Regions from separate parts of the Mus musculus genome. Here all the other regions are linked to region 3. Evidence: chromatin contacts called from public HiChIP or PLAC-seq and promoter capture Hi-C data. All regions are on one chromosome and are shown on one strand. The core of a region is the stretch at or near the end of the contact, and the rest is flanking DNA. Distances in the headings are between cores, read along the strand shown.

Evidence for each region. Promoter capture Hi-C pulls out the DNA fragments that hold promoters and counts their contacts. HiChIP or PLAC-seq counts read pairs in DNA pulled down with a chosen protein or histone mark.
Region 1: a contact with region 3 is called in an H3K4me3 HiChIP or PLAC-seq map of embryonic stem cells, with 4 times the contacts expected there. The contact joins the enhancer-like site here to the promoter of Wdr5b in region 3. A contact is called at or near these places in 5 of 39 promoter capture datasets (the 3T3-L1 cell line, cranial neural crest, embryonic stem cells and 2 more), 1 of 484 Hi-C or Micro-C datasets (embryonic stem cells) and 6 of 115 datasets of contacts at active chromatin or transcription factors (bone marrow-derived dendritic cells, embryonic stem cells and stem cell-derived neural progenitor cells).
Region 2: a promoter capture Hi-C map of liver shows a contact between it and region 3, with 3 times the contacts expected there. The contact joins the promoter of Fbxo40 here to the promoter of Wdr5b in region 3. A contact is called at or near these places in 12 of 39 promoter capture datasets (the 3T3-L1 cell line, 3T3-L1-derived adipocytes, the C10 cell line and 6 more), 3 of 484 Hi-C or Micro-C datasets (LSK cells, cortical neurons and megakaryocyte progenitors), 4 of 115 datasets of contacts at active chromatin or transcription factors (bone marrow-derived macrophages, cardiomyocytes and embryonic stem cells) and 3 of 9 other capture datasets (embryonic stem cells, liver and macrophages).
Region 4: a contact with region 3 is called in a promoter capture Hi-C map of hippocampal neurons, with 5 times the contacts expected there. The contact joins the enhancer-like site here to the promoter of Wdr5b in region 3. A contact is called at or near these places in 4 of 39 promoter capture datasets (the 3T3-L1 cell line, the HPC-7 cell line, embryonic stem cells and 1 more) and 3 of 484 Hi-C or Micro-C datasets (cerebellum, cerebral cortex and cortical neurons).
Region 5: a contact with region 3 is called in a promoter capture Hi-C map of hippocampal neurons, with 7 times the contacts expected there. The contact joins the promoter of Polq here to the promoter of Wdr5b in region 3. A contact is called at or near these places in 16 of 39 promoter capture datasets (the 3T3-L1 cell line, 3T3-L1-derived adipocytes, the C10 cell line and 10 more), 8 of 484 Hi-C or Micro-C datasets (CD4 T cells, DN3 thymocytes, LSK cells and 4 more), 8 of 115 datasets of contacts at active chromatin or transcription factors (the 230-238 cell line, DN3 thymocytes, astrocytes and 5 more) and 2 of 9 other capture datasets (liver and macrophages).
Region 6: a contact with region 3 is called in an H3K4me3 HiChIP or PLAC-seq map of bone marrow-derived macrophages, with 5 times the contacts expected there. The contact joins the promoter of Golgb1 here to the promoter of Wdr5b in region 3. A contact is called at or near these places in 20 of 39 promoter capture datasets (the 3T3-L1 cell line, 3T3-L1-derived adipocytes, the C10 cell line and 12 more), 4 of 484 Hi-C or Micro-C datasets (B cells, forebrain, granulocyte-monocyte progenitors and 1 more), 20 of 115 datasets of contacts at active chromatin or transcription factors (the SCID.adh cell line, SST interneurons, bone marrow-derived macrophages and 13 more) and 3 of 9 other capture datasets (adipose tissue, liver and macrophages).
Region 7: a promoter capture Hi-C map of stem cell-derived epiblast-like cells shows a contact between it and region 3, with 4 times the contacts expected there. The contact joins the promoter of Ildr1 here to the promoter of Wdr5b in region 3. A contact is called at or near these places in 5 of 39 promoter capture datasets (cranial neural crest, embryonic stem cells, hippocampal neurons and 1 more), 5 of 115 datasets of contacts at active chromatin or transcription factors (bone marrow-derived macrophages, embryonic stem cells, kidney and 1 more) and 1 of 9 other capture datasets (embryonic stem cells).

Annotation. Positions count from the first base shown.
Region 1 is chr16:36,720,924-36,723,623 of GRCm38.p6, reverse strand. It overlaps Ildr1 (immunoglobulin-like domain containing receptor 1), which reads right to left. Exons shown (of 8, transcript NM_001285788.1): 6 at 1,955-2,086; 7 at 945-1,741. Among named protein-coding and RNA genes, the nearest start is that of Ildr1, 28 kb to the right of the region's middle. Within about 2 kb of position 1,408, at least 20 of the 459 cell types and tissues checked have an H3K27ac peak or open chromatin away from gene starts, as enhancers often do. A contact at or near this core is called in embryonic stem cells, where this site is marked.
Region 2 is chr16:36,989,082-36,991,781 of GRCm38.p6, reverse strand. Fbxo40 (F-box protein 40) reads left to right here and starts at 1,315. Exons shown (of 4, transcript NM_001358217.1): 1 at 1,315-1,678.
Region 3 is chr16:36,039,821-36,042,520 of GRCm38.p6, reverse strand. It overlaps Wdr5b (WD repeat domain 5B), which reads right to left and starts at 1,331. Exons shown (of 1, transcript NM_027113.2): 1 at 1-1,331. The coding sequence starts at 1,008. The coding sequence ends at 22.
Region 4 is chr16:36,619,761-36,622,460 of GRCm38.p6, reverse strand. Cd86 (CD86 antigen) reads left to right here. Exons shown (of 8, transcript NM_019388.3): 3 at 1,422-1,757. Among named protein-coding and RNA genes, the nearest start is that of Cd86, 45 kb to the left of the region's middle. Within about 2 kb of position 1,425, at least 4 of the 459 cell types and tissues checked have an H3K27ac peak or open chromatin away from gene starts, as enhancers often do. A contact at or near this core is called in cortical neurons and hippocampal neurons, where this site is marked.
Region 5 is chr16:37,010,520-37,013,219 of GRCm38.p6, reverse strand. Polq (polymerase (DNA directed), theta) reads right to left here and starts at 1,434. Exons shown (of 30, transcript NM_029977.2): 1 at 1,161-1,434; 2 at 1-113. The coding sequence starts at 1,320.
Region 6 is chr16:36,883,729-36,886,428 of GRCm38.p6, reverse strand. Golgb1 (golgi autoantigen, golgin subfamily b, macrogolgin 1) reads right to left here and starts at 1,418. Exons shown (of 22, transcript NM_030035.1): 1 at 1,241-1,418; 2 at 201-295. The coding sequence starts at 293. It overlaps 4930565N06Rik (RIKEN cDNA 4930565N06 gene), which reads left to right. Exons shown (of 3, transcript NR_040476.1): 2 at 1-78.
Region 7 is chr16:36,692,530-36,695,229 of GRCm38.p6, reverse strand. It overlaps Ildr1 (immunoglobulin-like domain containing receptor 1), which reads right to left and starts at 1,252. Exons shown (of 8, transcript NM_001285788.1): 1 at 1,016-1,252. The coding sequence starts at 1,070.

The DNA of each region.
Region 1 (2,700 bases), core at 159-2,658, 680 kb before region 3:
CCAGAGGACTGTGTTCAAACACGGGCTTCTTTTTCTATTGCTCTGTGCTTTGCCCTTGTTCTTCAACCTTTCTGAGCCTTGTGAGGACCAAATGAATCAGGACTGGCTCAGTGTCTAGAGCGTGTCTTGTACCCTTCCCTTAGATTCTAAGGCTTAGAAGGGCTGCATACTTTAACTGGAGGGAAATAAAGAAAAGGGAAAAAAAGTAACTTAGAGGAAAGTGGGGCTCAGATGTTGAGCCAAAAACTTGAAAATCATATATTTTTTTCTGCTAAAAAGAAGAGGCATACTTAGTCACTACATGAGAAAGGGGGGGAGAGAGGGGCAGGGGTACTGTAGACATGTATCCTCCAGTGTTTCCCCTTTAGAGTGCTAAATAATGACTGGCATCTTCAAGGTTCACAGCACTCTAAAGTTTTACTCATTAAGTGGGATGCCCAGGTCTGTTTTCATTAGTCTGATGAGCCTTCCCCGGCACACCAGGAAGCCCTCATCCTCTCACACAGCACAGTTGCTGCTCACTTAAACATTCACAACTCCTCTTGCCTGTTTCTAACTGGGCCTGTGAGAAAAAAGGTTGCCAAGTCAACATCCAGTCCTGCAGCTGAGACCGGAGGACCAGCTCCCCACCACGGGGTTGGGGGTGGGGTGCTTAGTCATTCTGAGCCTTAGTTCTTTACTGTCCTTACCAGCAGAGCCCTCCTGACCTGCCTCCAAGGGCAGAGAACATGGCTAAAGTCACACACGCTGGGGCAGAGAAGATCCAGTGCAAGCTCTGGGCCTCTTCTGTACCCTGCACTGACTAGGCCCTTTCATTCTAAGAAAAAGTAGTACCTCAGCCTGCCGGGACAGTTATGCAGGACTAGGAAAACCCTGCTGGGCCTGTGTCAGCTGAGGAGCCTCTCTGATCCTGCCCGACCCTCCACAGGATGCCCCAGGCTCACCAAGCGCCTCTCCACATTCCCTTTTTTCCTGTTGTTCTTGCCTGGAGTCACATCCAGTGAGCGGTAGCTGGGCGGCTTCTCCTCAGGCCAGTTTGGAGACTGTGAGCGGCGGCGGCGGTGATGGTGACGTCGCTGGGCACCCCAGTTCCTGGGCAGCGACTCTTTCTCCTCTTCAGAGCTCCAAGAGCTGGGGCCCGAGGGTAGAGGAGGCGAGTAGCTGCGATGCCTGCGTCTCTCACGTCTCTGGGCGCCTTCCCTGGGCTCTGGTCGTCTGGGGGGCCAAGGAGCCTCACTGGATGAGGGACATTCGCTCAGGCTGTCCCAGTCTGACCAAGGCATGGATGACTCGCTGGGCCTAGAGCGGTGGTGTCTCCCACTCCAATGGGGGTCCAGCTCCCCTCTCCCCGGGGCCCAGGGTCTCATCCCCTGGTCCTGGAGCTCTCGGAGGAAATCGGAGTGATGGCGCTGCCTCGGGCGCTCACTCAGATCGCAGTGTCTGGAAGAAACAGCATTGAGCCGCTGCTGGTGTGAGGGGTTGCTGGTCCTGGAGGACGGTGGGTCTCTGATTAGTGGGGGCAGGTGGATGACTCTGCGTTCCACAACCTCTGCGGAGCCCAGGGAGGAGAGCATGCTGCAAGGGTGGCCAGATTTGGCTCTGAGATCCGCAGGCAGAGGTTGGGCTGGGTTGAGGTTCCGCAATTCTTTCTCCAAATATTCCAGGACACCATTAGCCACCGGAGGGTGAGCAGCCATCTGGGTCATTGGCATCTGTGGAAGGCTGGACTGTAAGGACAGATCTGAATGGAAACAAGGATGGAGCACACTGAACTGCTGGTCCCAAATACCCTCCTAGGAACCAGGGCATCAAAATGTCACGTTAGTAAGCAGGATTGCACTCCCTCCCACCCTCCATCGAAAGACACCCGGTTAGTGCGCATGCTTCTTGGCAGACGGCACCTCTGCCCTCACCCTCTGCCCTCCCCGTCCCATGACTTTCTGGCAAAGTTTACCTCGCTGCAGCAGCGGGTTCATTGCATAAGATGAAACTTGGGAGCTCCTGTCCGCCCCCCAGTACAGGGGTTTTTCCATCATCTGAGGACCTAGGGCCTGAACCTGCTTCATGTAGCGGTGGCGGGCCAGGGCTGCAAGGGAAGAAGGAGAAACGCAGACCCTTAGCCAGCCGGAGTCCCACACCTCCTACTTGGTCTGTGCTTCCAGCTTCTCGCCTTGGAGCCCGTTCTTACCTATCTTGCAGGGAAACAAGAGTTTAGGGGCTGTATCTTTAGCAAGGAGCTGTGTTTCCTTGTTATAGACCCCATCTCTCACACCCCAGGAAAGTTTACTTTAAAACTTTAAAACAACAACAACATTCTAGCCTCAAAACATGTCCTCATGTTACTAGCTCTCCACATCACCCAAAGGGCATAGGCTGTCAATCAAACTTCAGGTCACACAGAAATACCCCACATAGTAAGGCTTAGAGGAGGCTATGAACCAGCCTGGCAGCTCTTGAGCCTGCAGGGCAAACTCAGGGCCATCTGTTCTGAGGGGATGAACACAACTGTGGTGTATCCCTTAAGCATGTTTCTAACTGGAATACCAGCCCCGGGTGGGGGAAAAACAAAACAAAACAAAACAAAACAAAAAAACAAAAAAACAAACCAACCAACCAACCAAACAAACAAAAAAACCTCATGGGACGAGGGCCAGAGACACACAAAGCTGAAGTGAGTTAAAGCGGATCCTTTCTATTCTT
Region 2 (2,700 bases), core at 66-2,565, 950 kb before region 3:
GCCTGGGTTCAGACCCCAGCATCACACATGGAGAAACAATCAAGGAAGAAACTCTCATTTGAATAAATAAGAAATAAACCCTTTCCTCTCCAAGTTGCTTTTGGTCATGGTGTTCCATCATGGCAATAGTAACAAAGCTATGCACCAGACCAAATGAGGCTTAGCCAAAAATGGAAGTTTGGTTCAATACAGAAACACCAATCAATGCAATACAAGAGCTACAGAGAGACCATCTGGTAAAAGTCCGCAGCCTTTCATGATGAGAACAGACACTAAACTAGACACTAACTACTAATTCCCTGCCTCCACCTGCCAAAAGCTGCCTGAGAGATTCACAGGGTACTTGTATTCATTCACTAAAAACTCCACAGGTGACTTATCAACTTACCAATGAAGGAGGGGCTGTCCAGGACAAGTCAGGACAGCCCCTGTTGCTGCCCCTGTTCAACACAGTGCAGGACATTCCAGGCCAGGCACAGGGGGAAGGAAGAAAAGAAAAGGCAGCCAGTCTGGAAAGGAAGTGACTGAGACATCATCTACAACCTAAGGAATCTGCAAGAAAACTTTGTTACAAAGACAGTGAAGTGCTGCAACACAAGATGGATACAATGTTATCATTTCTATTGTCTGGCTTTTCACCCAGATGAGCTTGCCCACATAAACAAATGTGCATGAGAGAACGGGGTGGAGGGAATTTCAGAGACGGCTTGCTCATCACAGCAGAACATATAAACTCATCTCTTTACTCTGAAGATCCACCCACATTCAAAAGGGAGCCACACTGAGCAGTTTGATGCACTAGATAATATTCACGTTATTTTTTTTTTCAAAGAAGAGGTTGAAAGAACTATCTTGAAAAGGATCCGACGAAGAATCCCAGACTTTGAGAAGTCTTTCTTCTAGCTCTGAGCCTTGTGGTGATGGATGTAATAGTTCACCTTCCCTGATCCTGTGTCTTTTCACATGTAAAAAGGAACTTGTACTAAATGATAGCCAAGCCTCCTACCACTTCTACTTCTGTTCCTTGGACTTGCTAACTGACTGTTTCTGAATGACAAACTCTCCCTTTCTCTGCCACCTGGGAAAGGCCAGGGCCAGAGGAAAGCAGATGCTAACCTGTCCTGAGAAGAAACGGGAGAAGCAGAAGCATGGAACTGTGTCCCTTGCACAACTTGCTACTTCAGCCAGTGAGGGGCTTGGGTGGAACACAGGGTTATAATTAGAGCAAGAGGCCAGCTGCTTCTCCCCCAGCTCCTGGACACAGCTGGACCTGCCCACGGCACACACAGGACTCAGGCTGTGTTGGCCTTGCTCTGACCCTTCTTGCAAAGGCTTTCCTCCCTCCTCTGTGAAACAAAGTCCGGGGTTGCTCTAAGCGCTACTTTCCCATGGGCTCTCCTCTGCCCCTCCAGCACTTAGACATTGAGTGTTGATAACCTACAGAGACGAAAGAGGTCGTAAGCTGAGCCCGGTCACATTGCCCTGTGATATAGTTTTATTTTTAACTTTGAAACGCTTGAACTATGTCAGTTGGCGTTTTCTCCCTTTCGCTTGCCTTTCCAACAGAACTTGGGTGCTCTGCTGCAGCGGAAGCACCGGCACCCACCTCCTCCAGACCTGCTTGATCAACGGCAAAGGGCTGGTAGCTGCGGATGCTGAGCCAGCTTGTACCGTTTAGGTAAGATTTTTTCAAACACCGGCAGGTGTGACCCAGGTTATTTAGATGATAAATGGGTGGACCGGACCGAGGCTTACTGTGCATTTCCTTTGTACCGTGGAAGGTAGGTTATTAAACTTTGTTACATGTGGGTGATGGGGGAAAGGTTGGTAATGGAAAGCCCTGGCCATGTGTAAGGTGTTTTGGATTTTAAATCCTACAGCAGTTTGCAATGTCAGCAGCCTTCTGCCGGTTTAGGTTTTCTACTACAGTCAACCAGAGCGATTCAGTGCTACCTTAGTCACACAGTGGTGACAGGGGAGGGCAGTGTGTGGTAAGGGAAAAAGTAGACACCCAGGGTTAGTCCAAACGCTGCAATGCTGTTCTCCAACCACCTCTGTGGCTTTAATTGCAAGTCATGGTCACAAGGCTTAAATTCCATCTACTGAGCCACATCGCGGTCTAATGTACCACAGCGGTACTTCAACAGCACTGGCTGCTCAAACTCTGCCTGCAACCTGAAACTCAGTTTTGCCTAACAAAACTGCTTCAGGGCAATTCCTTCCCGCCCATTTCTCTTGGGGGTGTGTGGGGGGGGGGCGGGGGGAAGCAGCCATGAAAGTGAAAACTGAAAATCATACACAGACTTAGGCACCCGAACTCAAAACTGTGACCAGCTTGAGGCGAGTACACCCAGAGCAGCAGAAGTGAAGTGATGAAAGATATTCATGGTTTTAAAAGCTTAAGAGGCAGATGGACTACTCCTAGCTCCTGGAATATCTGCATCTCAGCCTTCCTAATGCTGTGACCCTTTAACACAGTTCCTCATGTTGTGGTGACCCCCCCCCCCCATAAAATTATTTCATTGCTACTTTGTAACTGTAATTTTGCTACTGTTGTGAACCATAATGTAAATACCTGATATGCAGAATATCCTTTATGTGACCCCCCACACTCCACCAGTTAAGAACCTCTGCTATATATTGTTATGTGCATGAAAAACGTTAGCAACAGTAATGGGCCCTGTTTATTTCCTTATGTTT
Region 3 (2,700 bases), core at 82-2,581:
CCTCATCGCCTGCCAGAGACTTCAGCAGTCACTCGACCACACTTTAATTGTCTTGTCATTTTCTAGTGCTGCTGATGCGATGATGTTTTTTGTAGGGTGACAGGCTGCTGAGATCACCACATCTGTGTGACCTTGCAACCTCTGTACAATCTCTTTAGTCTGAAGATTCCAGATGTAAACCATGTTGTCCTCTGAACCAGACACAACCCACTTTCTACCAGTAACCGAGAAACTGGCAAATAGGCAGTATTTCTCATTCTTATGACCAGTGTATGTCTTCAGGCATCTGCCCCTGCTGTAATCCCACAGTTTAAGAGTATTGTCCAAAGTTGCAGTGAGAATGTATTTACCATTTGGAGAAAATTTTACAAAAGACACTGGAGGGTTGCCTTCATCAGCAAGTGTCCTTAAACACTGGCCTGACGCAGCATCCCAAATTCTACAAAGCCCATCATAGCTCCCGGACACTATCAAGGACCCATTACAATTAAAATTTACGGCAGAAATGGGGTCCGAATGTGCAGACAAAGTCTTGAGGCATTTTCCTGTTTTTACTTCCCATATTTTCACACTCTCATCAAAAGAGCCCGAAACGATGAGGTTGGATGGTGGGTTGAAGTCACAACAGAAGACGAAATCGCTGTGCCCCTTCAGTGTTTTCAGACATTTTCCAGATCTCATATCCCATACCTTTAGAGTCTTATCATCTGAGGCTGAAACTAGACGACTAGAATCTGAAGACCAGGCAACATCTGATATTTCCAGACTGTGACCATAGAGTGTTTTCTTACAATTCCCATCGTATGCTCCCCAAATTATAATTAGTGCATCAGCTGCAGAACTCGCTAGCCATTCGCCATTAGGACTAAATTTAACTGATGATATGGCCGCCGAGTGCCCCGCAAGAGTAAGTCTGAGAGCATAGTTGGGTTTCTGCGGCTCTTCCTCGCGCCGGGGGGCAGAGAGAAGTGACTGTGCTCTCTCTGCTGGCAGATGCTCGGTCGCCATAGATCCGGCTCTATAATTTGCGCGGGCTTCCCGCCCTGAAACTTACAGAAGTTAAAACTTGCGGTTGGAAGGCGGATGGTTTTGATTGTAACATGGGCTCCTCTATAAGGTCCGTTCCCAGTCAGCAACGAAGTTTGAACCACTCCCCGTCTTGCTTTCTTCTATAGCATCACGGATCACAGTGATCCTGGGATCCGTACTCGTGTCAGATGCTGTCAAAGGACTAGGCCGATCCGCGGGGGTTCGGGGCTGCACCTTTCCTCTTCCACGCCCTCCGCAGCTCCAAAATGTCTGGGAACCTCAAGCAACAGATGACGTCACACAAAACAGGATTTATGAGAGGCTCAAGTAGAGCCCAGGACGACGCTAGGTACGCATCCTGCCAGGCTGCGCACGCGCCGAAGGAGACATGCATTTTCTTCCGGTTCTCCAGGACAGGAAGTTGACACTGAACCCGGTTTTTTTCCCTGAGAGAGCTGGGTGCAGGAAAGGGCGCAGCAGGCACTTCATGAAGGCTGTGCATATTGAGGGTACCTCTGTCCACACCCACCCCGACTGAGTTTAGCTGCCAAGATTATAATAATAATAGCTGCCTGTGTGTGTACTTTGCGAATGCAATACCTACCCTCAGGGTCAGGAGTCCCATCATCCTGGAAATGGAGTTACAGATGGTTGTGAGCTGCCTGTAGGTGCTGGAAGGTCCTCTGGAGAACTGCCAATGATCTTAACCACTGAACTACATCTGAAGCCTGGACTACGGTGACTTCTGATATAGAGATTATATCATCAATTCAAAAACTTTCCATTTTTATTAACTCACCTAAAGCACATTGAATAACAAATTTTAGGCTTTATTTCAAGTAAATATATATTTTTCTAATGACTAGAAAACCAAAAGGATATAATGGGTACAACCTAGGAGCTAAACCAGGATGGTGATGGACCTTTAGTTCACTACACACACAAGCACGAGGGACAAAAGATGCGCAGACTTGGTACGTTGGTAGGATTAAGACATGACTTGAACTTTGAAGGGTAAAACGCACTTTTTGATGTGTAGGATACCTTGTGTATAAATAGCATTGGGGACTCCCAAAAAGAAAAGGCTGTAAGTAAAACTGTTTGTCGTTACTCATGGTCTAATATTAACAAACTGTCCTAACAAATTACTAGGATCTGCTTAGCTCTCAGGAAGGAGATTTGGTGACAGTGTTCACCAGGAAATAGTAATCCTAAATGGCAGCAAGCAGAGCAGGATCCTGAGCTCCTAAGCAGTAGCATGTCTTCCTTTAAAAAAAAAAAAAAAAAAGATTTATTTATAATATGTAAGTACACTGTAGCTGTCTTCAGACACTACAGAAGAGGGCATCAGATCTTCTTACAGATGGTTGTGAGCCACCATATGGTTGCTGGGATTTGAACTCCGGGTGCTCTCAACCACTGAGCCATCTCACCAGCCCGCATTTCTTCCTTTTACAACAAGCTACCCTTCGCGTAAGGGGACCTCTAGGTTTTGCTTTGTTCACTGAAAAAAAAAAAAATCAAAAATCTGTTTCTCCTTTAAAAAACCATTTAAAAAAAAAAAAAGAAACATGTGCCAGACTTATATGGTCTTCGAAGATTACTCCTATCTGGACTGTTTTAACTGGTTTCCTCAAAGCAGCTTTTGGGAGTAGAAATCCAGTTCCCAAG
Region 4 (2,700 bases), core at 176-2,675, 580 kb before region 3:
GCCAAATACAATAAATTTTTCTTAGGTCAATTTTTTGGTATTGTGGGAACTCAGTGATCTCCCTCTTCCCTCTGATGCAGACATGCATGTGTCCTTCACGGATGTCTGGAGTATCCTCTGAGACCCCTTGATTGTAGGTTCTCATGGGGTGTTCTGCTTTGCCAAGTCCATGCCATCGTACCTGCCTATACTATTTCCTGTTTAAAGGGAGGCTAATTGGTCAGGTCAGTTTAACTTCTGACTCACCACCACTGTGAGTGGGACTCCTCATCTCCCTCACCCATCACTGGCCCTCCCTTCCCTCCCTTCCTGAAGTCCCGAAGGACGAGCTGTTTTTATGAAGACTCTCCTCCATTCTTCTCCCCATTGCAGCCTCCAGCTTCATATGAGCCTTTAAAAGGCACACCCACCTCACCTTTCACCTTTCACCTTTCACCTCTCGCCTCTCATCTCCCTCTATTTATTTTCTTTGCTGAGTCTCCAGCAATTCTGTGGCCTAGAAAAAGTCCCATAAGCTGGCTTATGCCAGTGCGTCCTCTCTCTGAACTTTTCCATCATTGCTCCCTTTGGGTTCTAAAAGTTTCCAGGGCACTGCAGCCCAGGAGTAGCCATTGGTTTCTTCAGGGTTTCTGCAGTATGACAAGGCTCATCCTCACCTTCCCACATACAGTTCTCTCCCAGCAGCTTGCTCATCTTCCTTAAATATCCTGACCTCTATCATCTCCCAAGAGCCATTACATTTGCCCAGCTTCCTTTCTGGTCCCTGAAAGATTCTAGAGAGGTCACTGAGAATAGAGACATTGCTTGACACTTGAGTCACTTCAAACCCCCTTTTTCTCTGGCTCTGGGAGTGGAGGCTGTGGGGGCAGGAACTAGTTGAATGTCAAAGAAGTGACTCAGTAGGGCTCCCAAATAATGGAGACTAATAAAAGGTGGTAGCAAGTGAGGAACCATCCATCATCAACAATCTTTAAAAAAACAAAAAACAAAAAACAAAAAAACCCAAAAAAACCAAAAACATAGCAGACCAAAGTATAAAGGGATTGCATGGGGCAGGCAGGGTTTAGGCAGATGGCATAGCAGTTGTGGAGGCCTGTAGCAATTATGATGATGGTAGTCAATGCTCTGGTTTTGAAATTCGCAGAAGCACAGAGAGAATCCTAGAACATTACTACAGACCACTTCCTTAATCTGGTGAGAAAACAGATTCACAAAGTTTGCAGCCTGCACATGTGAACCAAGTGGAGCAAAACGAAAGCCTGAGCTTCAGACGTCCAGCATGGATGCCTGGTTCCAGATCCTAGCACCCACCTCTCCAGTACTATCACTGCCTGACAAGCTGGAAGCTGGGTGCTGTTTCAGAGCAAGGGATCTTCCTCTTCTTGTCTCCTCTTTCCTAATTCTCAGTTTTTCTATTTTAGATGCTGTTTCCGTGGAGACGCAAGCTTATTTCAATGGGACTGCATATCTGCCGTGCCCATTTACAAAGGCTCAAAACATAAGCCTGAGTGAGCTGGTAGTATTTTGGCAGGACCAGCAAAAGTTGGTTCTGTACGAGCACTATTTGGGCACAGAGAAACTTGATAGTGTGAATGCCAAGTACCTGGGCCGCACGAGCTTTGACAGGAACAACTGGACTCTACGACTTCACAATGTTCAGATCAAGGACATGGGCTCGTATGATTGTTTTATACAAAAAAAGCCACCCACAGGATCAATTATCCTCCAACAGACATTAACAGAACTGTCAGTGATCGGTATGTGGTCAGTGCTGTGTTTAGATTGTCGGCTGCTCAGATGAGACCATGACTGAGCAAAGAAACATTGAGGGTGGATATTTGAACAGACTGGAAATGAAGGCAGAAGAGAGTCACTTCTAGAAAGTCCATTTGGAGGGAATGTGGGGTCTGAGAGTGGGGAGCTGAAAGCCCTTTGTACTTTGACAGCTTGTTTCTTGGAGATCAGTGAGAATTTTTTGAGATAAGATAGGGCTAGGTGAACAAAGCAACACAGACAGATTATAACAATGGACAATGTAGCCACTCCTTCTATTTTCTCCTTTTAGTCTAAGATTTTTTTCCACCCGTAGTAATCTGGGTCTCTTGCTTTATCTCTTAGGGTTCTGTCATTCTGAGAATAGCGTATAAATGGAGCTGAACTTTAATCTTTAAGATGAACTTCTTTTATTCAGCAAAATGCCTTTTGTGTTTCATATAAGTTGAGTGTATCAAAAATTTGGAAGTTTTATTTTTTTTAATTGATGAATTCCATTATACTGTCAATCACTGAAAGATACTGGGTTGTTTCCAGTTTGAAGCTGTGACAAACTGAGCTGCTATGCAAGTGTCAGCCTCTGTGTGGATGTATTTGTATTTCTCTAGTGTAGATTCATTCTGAGGCATAATGTTGCTGGACTCGAATGAATTCTTCACGAACTTGGAAAAGGCAGACTGACACCTTTTGAGAAATAATCCTCCTAGAATGAACCATTTCTAAATCCACAGGATAAACCACAGGATAAAACAGGCAAACCCAGACACAGCATGGAGGGTTGCTCTCCTTGAGCGTGACTTGATTCAGTCGTGGCTACAGGGCTTCCATTTAACAAGGTGCTAAGTTTGGGTTCTCAGGGTGTGGCAGGCCCCTTTGGAGAAACAGTGTGTTTTAGGAGGGGGCACAGACCAGCCTTTAAAACAGGTT
Region 5 (2,700 bases), core at 185-2,684, 970 kb before region 3:
CATCTTTCTTACACCAAAACTATGGTATTTCTCCAGAACTGCTTTAGGAAGTCCCCAATTTGCCAACAGCAGCTGGTCTATCTGGTCATCAGAAACTCTTCGCTTGTTTGTTCCTTTCAGAAAAACAAAAACAATTTAATTACCTCCAACATACAAGTTTAGTAGTTAAACCTGTTTGAATTCCTACCAAACTTAAAACACATCTTCACTTCTAGAGACCTATTAAGAAACTGATCCTATACAGAAAAATGCTAGCAATTTTTTATTTACTAGATGAAAATTTGAAAACTCTTAAGAGCCACAAACAAAAGTGTGCTATAGCTGGGCGGTGGTGGCACAAGCCTTTAATCCTAGCACTTGGGAGGCAGAGGCAGATGGATTTCTGAGTTCAAGGCCAGCCTGGTCTACAAAGTTGAGTTCCAGGACAGCCAGGCTATACTGAGAAACCCTGTCTCGAAAAAACCAAAAAGTGTGCTATACACACTGAATAAAAAGTTTGTACAGATGTGGAGGTAGAAGGGTGATTAAGCATTACAAAGCTGTTAGATGAGTTTCTCTTTACGATTTAGTACTGAGGTATCTGCATAACCAAGGGCAAAGAATTATGAAATGCACTGGTGTAGGCCTATAATCCCAACATTTACGGATAAACACCCTTGGTCCGAGATCGAGACAGCACCCAGCCTGACCTAGAGCAAGCCCTTATCTCAAAAAAGCAAACAAGAACTGGGTTAAGGTTCTAAGACAACATGTGCCTTCCAGCTTTGCTCTTTGCAGTCCAAAGAGCCTGCATCCTACACCACACCCAGAAATTTGGTACTTATATATATGAAGTTGTACCACTGGACATTTATCCTAAGCAAACCCTCGACATGGTGACAGGATCTGGCCAACTTGGAAGTTGTTTCTGGGAAGGTGTAAAGACCCAAAAACCAAAGAACGCCCATATCTACTGGGGCAGTGGTGGACTAAAACACCATCAGCTGTGCATGCTGGCCAAGAGGGAAGCCATCCCCAGGGTTGAGTCCCAGGCCGGGTACTGGATAGCAGCCCTGCCTCCAGCTATCCAGCTCCGGTGCGGGAGTGCATGGCCCTGATACTCTCGCAGCCCATCTCAACCCCTGCTGCCCTCGGCCGCGTCGGCCCCGCGGGTCGAGTACCTGTCCCTGTGAGCCTCCGGCCGCGTCCCAGCCCCGGAGGTGGACTCAGCACCGGTCCACACCGGAGCTGAGGGCTAACAAAGCTATCACCATCTCCCGAGAACGTGTCGGAGCCGGACGATGAACGCCGCCGTTTCCTACTCCGGCGCGGAAGACTCATTGCAAACAAGCTCCTCTCGACTGTTCAGGACACGACACAGTCCCATAGGCCTCCCGCGCGGGAGAACCCCAACCTAGTGACAGCTACCGCCTCCATCTTCCCGCCTCCATCTTCAAATGCAGGCCTCCCAGCACGCCCCGGAACCACAGAGTTCTCCTGGCTAGAATAACCCGACTACCATAGAGTGGTGAGGGACGGAACAGCCCGCGCTGATATCTGGCTTCCGGCCTCCGCTGGCGGCTGGGGATAGAAAAGGGGATAGAGTGCTGGAGACATTAAAAGGAACGGAGCATCTGACTGCATTCGTAGATTGTTCTAAAAACATTCCTCCTGTTTTTACTTATTTCTGGTTTGAATCGGAAGCTAATGAGTTGCCCTTATGTGAATAGATTAGGAAAGTATCTCTTCTTTACTATTGTATTGTGTTTGTTTCTTTTTTGTTTCTTCAGATTGTGTAAAAAAAAAAAAAAAAGTAGGGTTTTTTGGTAGAGCGTAATTTGTGCGGTTTTCCTCTTGTCAAATACGTGAATTAAAATAACAGATGGGGGTGGAGTAGAGGACACGCCCGGGTTAAACATTCCAGGCTGTAGACTGGTTCAGTGTCAATTATTTTGGGTTATCTCGGCCCCTTAAATAGCCACTTGTTTGGTCACACAACTCTGTCATGTTCTTGTGACTATTAAGTAAGTCGTTTGGGAATGTACGAATTTGGGAATGTAGCTTCCACCAACCCAAAAGCTAAGCATGTTATATGCATCTGAGCCTTACAGCAGAAGTTTCTCTTGATTTGCTGGATCTAACCTACCTGAAGTTTCCATTAACATCAATGTATCTTTAAACGTCTTCAGTTATAGCTCTCTTTGCTCGGAAATATAAAAACTCTGTAAAACTGCTACCACAAAACAGTATATAGAACAATTTAAATTTGTCCCTGGGGCCATAGTAACTCATATTTGTTCCAGAATAAATTTTCTTATTCCCTCTGAGTTGAGAACTGCACTTCTGTGTTGGCAGTTGATAGGGAAGGGATTATTTCTGCGGTTATATCCTGAGGATTGTATGATCAGAACTGGAGATTCTGGATAGATCCCTTTGGTGTTGAAAGAGGAGGCTCTGAAAGCACATGAGGGGTCATTCTGAACAAGGAAGTTAGTTATAGATGTGCTTTGACCAACTTCTGGACGTAAATCGGTGCCTGGTACTTGCCTAGTTCCACAGTTCATCTCACCAAGCCAACAAGTGGGTGACAAGCCTATCCTGAAGAAATTATGGCCATTGGTTTGGGGGAAGGATGTGGGGAGTGAATTTAGGAAGTGGTTAAACAATATTCTAAAATCCCACCAGAGGGAGGCATTACTCCATGAAAGAAACGCTTCCTTC
Region 6 (2,700 bases), core at 169-2,668, 840 kb before region 3:
GCCGTGGTCATCCCCACAGCTCTCTGGCTGACAAGCTTCAGCAGAGGATCACTGATAGAGTTACGATTCTTTTTGTTGGTAAGTGTCATCACCTCTGCTTAGCACAAGGGAGGCCCTCACACCCCTCTGGCTTAAGCCATTCTCCTCAGAAGAGCACAGAATGTGAGTCCTATCAGGTTGGATGCACCAGAGCTACTTACAGCGTCTGAGGAAGCCATCAAATTCCAGTCAGTGTAATCTCCTGATAATTCATGCAAAACATTATTTGCTAACCCCGATAATCGGCTCAGCATCTCTGCTGGTGAAACAGAAGAGAAAACGCAAGGATCAGTAGAGGCGGACACAGGCTGCTGGAGCACGAGCAGAGCAGGCAGGTGCTGCTAGACGCTGGTACCTGTGTCATCTATGTGAAACAAGGCAACGGTGACCGTGGGACACACTGACAGCAGTGTGCACGGTGCAGACGCACCCTGTCCTGTGTAGGTACCATATATAAGCCCTGTCACTTGGGTCACTGTGAGGAATAAGATGCAAGAAGATAATTCTTAACTACAGGGACATAATGGGCAAGTATGTCTTAAAGGCTGTCTTTAATGCCCTGCCTTTCATCATAGTTAAGCAAAAATCTTAGGTTTTCCTTTGTCCAGACTTATCCTTTTCTGATTTTTCAACTAAATGCCAAGATTCAGGGAAATTTCCCTTCCATGTGTCCTTTCATGTGGATTTCCTGGCAAACCATGTGATTTCAGTGAAGTTGCTGCTCAGAATAGACTAAAGTTTTATGTTAGTGAGTGGCTGAAAGCAGTGCCCCATGCTTGTTCTGCAAGGAATTAGAAAAAGGAAACAAAAAGCAACAAAAGCAGAAAAAAAGGAAAGAAGCCTTAGAGCAGGAGGATTGAACAATTCCAAGTTTCCATCACTTCCAGAAGACAGGAGGTGGCACTTTGCATCTCATTTCACAAGCTTAGCAATACAGTAAAGTGAAAAAAGATGACATTACGGACAAGACAAGTTACTATAGGCCAACAGTCCACGTGATCATAACAAAGCATGAGCCCATCAAACACAGCGATATATAAAAGGCCCCTGCTTGAAGAAATGGCAGGCTACGCAGAGAAGATGCAAGGCAAGACAGTGACAAGAAGGAAGACCTCGGAAAATATGGGTCACATGACAAGGAGCCAACCTAAAGGTGCTCTCCCTCCCTTGCTCTCCCTGGGCAAGGCTAAAGATGACTCACAGTGGGGTCTTCAGAGTTGGTCAGAGGTTAAGAACGCCAGTCGCTCTTCCAGAGGGCCCAGAATTCACTTCTCAGAAACCATGTGGATGCTCACAACTGTCTGTAGCTCCAGGCCTAGGGGATCTGATGCCCTCTTCTGACCTCTTCGGGCACTGCATGCACTTGGTGTACAAACATGCTTGCAGGCAAAACATGCACACACATAAAATAAAATGGACAAATGGTGGTTAAACAATTAAATTTTAAAATTCAAAAAATAAGTTAATCAAAACCTCAGAGAGAAATGTAATTCAAATAAAAATGTATCTATTAGTTGACACTGACAAATACATATATTAAAATAAAAAAAAAAACGAATTGCCTTACACATTAATTCCAAAATATTAACATAACAATATCCCCTTTAGGAAGTAGATCTTATTTCCACCCTCCCCTGGCTGCATGCCCCTGTCAAGTATCACAACATAACAGCACTCTGATGTGATTACCTTATTTCTATAGGGTTCTTCCTGCAAATCCATAACCCAAGGTTATGAAAAACCTAAAACAGGACATTCTAAAAACACCTTTCCTATGTTCTTCAAAGTAAAGCACATAGAAAACCAAAGGCTAGGGCAAGTGAGGCCATGCTGACTAAATCCAAACTAGGATGTCAGACTGAATTCGAAACGGGAAAGGATGTCAGTGAGAAGAATGGTGAAATGTAAGTGAGCTGTCCCTGTAGCTAGTTAATGGCCCTGCACTAACACTTAGGGTTTCGAAAACCATGTAACTGCTCAGATAAAGAGACATTATAAAAACAACATACAACGATATCTCTGTATTAATCTTTATAAATTCTAAAATTTTTACTTTATGTGTATGGGCGCTTTGCTTGTGTGTAATGTCTAGTCTATGCATCTAGGTATGTGCATGCAGTGCCCACCAGGGCCAGTCTTTGGATCCCCTGGAGTTACAGGCAGTTGTGAGCTACCACAGGGGAACTGGGAACTGAACCCAGGTTCTCTCAAAGAGCAGCCAGTGCTTTTAATTACTGGTCCATTTCTCTAGCCCCTAATCTTTTTAAGTTATAAGTAAATCTGAAGTTGTACTAAAATTAATTTGCTTTTATAACTATTATGTTACACAGTGAGAGAAATGGCATTTACCAGTCCATATAATCTATAAAATAATATTATGCAGTGACAGAAAAAAATACTGACATGGAACTGATGTGTATATAACACTACAAACTACAGTGAATTTTATGTTCTTTAAGTGATATCTGGACCTTAAAAAACTCCCAAAAGGGAGAAATATGAAAAGTAATTTGCATCTTCCTGCTCAGGGTAATCATGGTTAGGGTGCCCATGGTCTTCAGCAAGGATGCTGTTTCTCGAGTGTAGCTTACACATTCACAGATGTGTGAGATGGGAGAAGCAACAGAGAAGGGTAGCACAGGACCTCCTTACTAGCGCTAC
Region 7 (2,700 bases), core at 3-2,502, 650 kb before region 3:
AATGCTGCCTTTTCTCGGTTCCCTACCCTTTTGCAACCCTCCCTCCTTTTATTCCCAACATTAAGCTCTGGTAGACTCTAGTTTCCGTGAGATTTGATTACATCTGAGCAACTCTCTAGCTCATAGAAAGGGCATTCTGCCTCCATTTTCATATTACATCTGCCTGGACGAACCATTGAAGCTTCCAATTGGTCGGCGAGCAAACTGATATTCCCAAAGGGGAGCAAGTGGGAAGTGAGTCGGAATAAAACTGGGTGGACCGTCCAAAGGAAATGAAAATTCTTGTTTGCAGAGTCACAGCTACAGGCTAATGTGAACAGAGCCCAGAGAGCCTTCCCTTCTCTCTCCTTTCCTATTCGGCCTCACTCACAGACAAGACCTTTTGCCCTGTTTCCAAGAGGTACCTTAAGACATTCAGATTCTGAGTGAGACCCTTAGTGTGGAGGTAGAAAGAAAGGTGCAGGGCAGCCGGACGGGCTGATAAAGAGGAGGTGGACGCAAAAAGGAGGAAAATATCAAATGACAGGTACTAGCGGATGGCCTGTAAGAGACTCAAATTTATGCCCAACACTCCTTCATACACTACCGACGCAATCTAACTTGTCAGGAAAGAATAAATGTACTCTGGGCCAAAATGGTTGTCGTCGCATCTACACTCTGAAAGCAAGTTTGACACGGGGTAAAGGACAGGGAAAGGGGTATTAAGAAGTTGAAGAATGGTGATTTCGCCTGTATAGATTCGGTTTTAGGCATCAAGCATCTAACAACACCTGTTGGGGCGTAAATCCAAAGGCTGGGGTTTCTTTTTGATTGCATGTTTCCGAAGGCCCTGGGCTAATAAAGGAAGAAAACAACAGGTTCCCACTGGCCGACTCTCGATCCGGCCCCTGCACCTCCCGGTGCCAGGAGCTACCCAAGTGCACCGCCCCGCGGGTGGCCGGCTCTGCAGGGCCAGGCAAATGGCTTCCTGTCTCGTGTGGCCCCGGATGGGACTCCCCCTTTTTTCAGGGCTCACCTGCTGGGAGCCAGGTGAAGAGGAGCAGGCCAGCAGCGAGCAATCCGCAGCCCATGCTGGCCCCCTCGCTGGCTACAGAGGCTCAAGGGCCCCGGAGAGGCGAGTCTTTCTTCATCAGCCGCCGGCCAGGACACGCATCTCCGAGGAGCCCGTAGGTCGAACTATGCGACGGGAGCGTCCCCTCTGGCCCCCACAGGTACGGCCCAGCCCACCGGTACCTGAGGCTCTCTGAGCTCCGCCCCAGCCCAGGGCTGTCTCGGTTTCCTGCTCCGCCCCGGCTTGGGGACCGCAAGCCTCCGCCCTACCTGTCACAGGCTGCCAGGTGACCCATCTCCGCAGGAAACAGAGCCTCTAGCCGTCTCCGTCTGCGCGCGCGGAGGAACTTGTCACTGGCTCCCCTAATTTCTAAGTCACCCTCACCCCTTGCAATTCTTTCCTGGTTCTAGAATTACGTGGCTGCAACTTCTTAGGGAGTAGTATTTCTCGTTGATGCACCTCTCTGTCTCTCTGTCTCTCTCTGTCTCTCTGTCTCTCTCTCCCTCCCCCTCTGTCTCTCTCTCTCTCTCTCTCCCCCTCCCTTTCACACACACACACACACACACACACACACACACACACACACACACACACTGAAAATACACTTCTGTACACTTCTGATGTTTATACCTAATGTCTTCTTGTCTTTCTTTATTCAAACTAAAGATTCTAAAAAGTAGAGCAGGAACCAGAGACCGCAAATTTATTTTTCCACGCTTATAAAATGAACACATGCTCACAGGAAAATAGGGAAAGTGTAATGGAGAAAGAAAGACCCTCTCTCACTGTACATAGATTCGGTTAGTGGTGATGTATTTTTTCCTTAGGTTTTCCACCCATCTTTCCTCGTAGCTCAGCAACCATGCACAGATCTCAGATAGCTCAAGACCAAGGTTTAGACCTTTGACCCAGTGAGGACAACTAGTTCTCTTAGCCACCATACCCAGTCTTTAGTGTTCCTTGGCAGGAAGTGAGTAGGGCCATGGGAATTTATAACTACTAAAAGAAAGGGGAGAAAGGCAAAGTGGCCTTATCAAACCAATCAAGACATTAACTTGGAAAGTCACGCATATTCTGGGCAATGTAAATAGATAGCAAGGCAGTTTACACACTCTTTCCTTATAGGGATTTTCATTGTCTGCTATATTCTCCTGTAAGAAGATTGTTCCTCCTTTCACCTCTCCCACCTCCAGCCTCCCCTGCCCATCACCTGCTTCAAGAATAGCATTATAAAGTGCTATTAAACAGAGCTCAGGAGGCCTCCACCCTGGTCACTGAACAGGATGCAGCTATTATTTCTCAAGAGCACCTACCTCTCTTGTCTTGCTAGGCTTTCAAGGACACTCTCTTCACTGTTGCTGCTAGTGTTCTCTATCCCCTTCCTAGCCAATGAAGCAGGCTTGTCCTAGATCTGTAGAAACACACACACACACACACACACACACACACACACACACACACACACACACACGCTTCTGGGTTAGTCCTCTGGTCCCCTCAATGGGCCTCTTCACTTTAAATATTTTTCCTATAGTCTCTTTACTTCCAGAAAATAGGAAGTAAATTCAGGAAGTATGTGGCCAAAGGCAGGTTATGAAGAGTGTGTAGGAGCCACTCTGGCTCTTTCAGGGTAGAAAACATCATGGCAG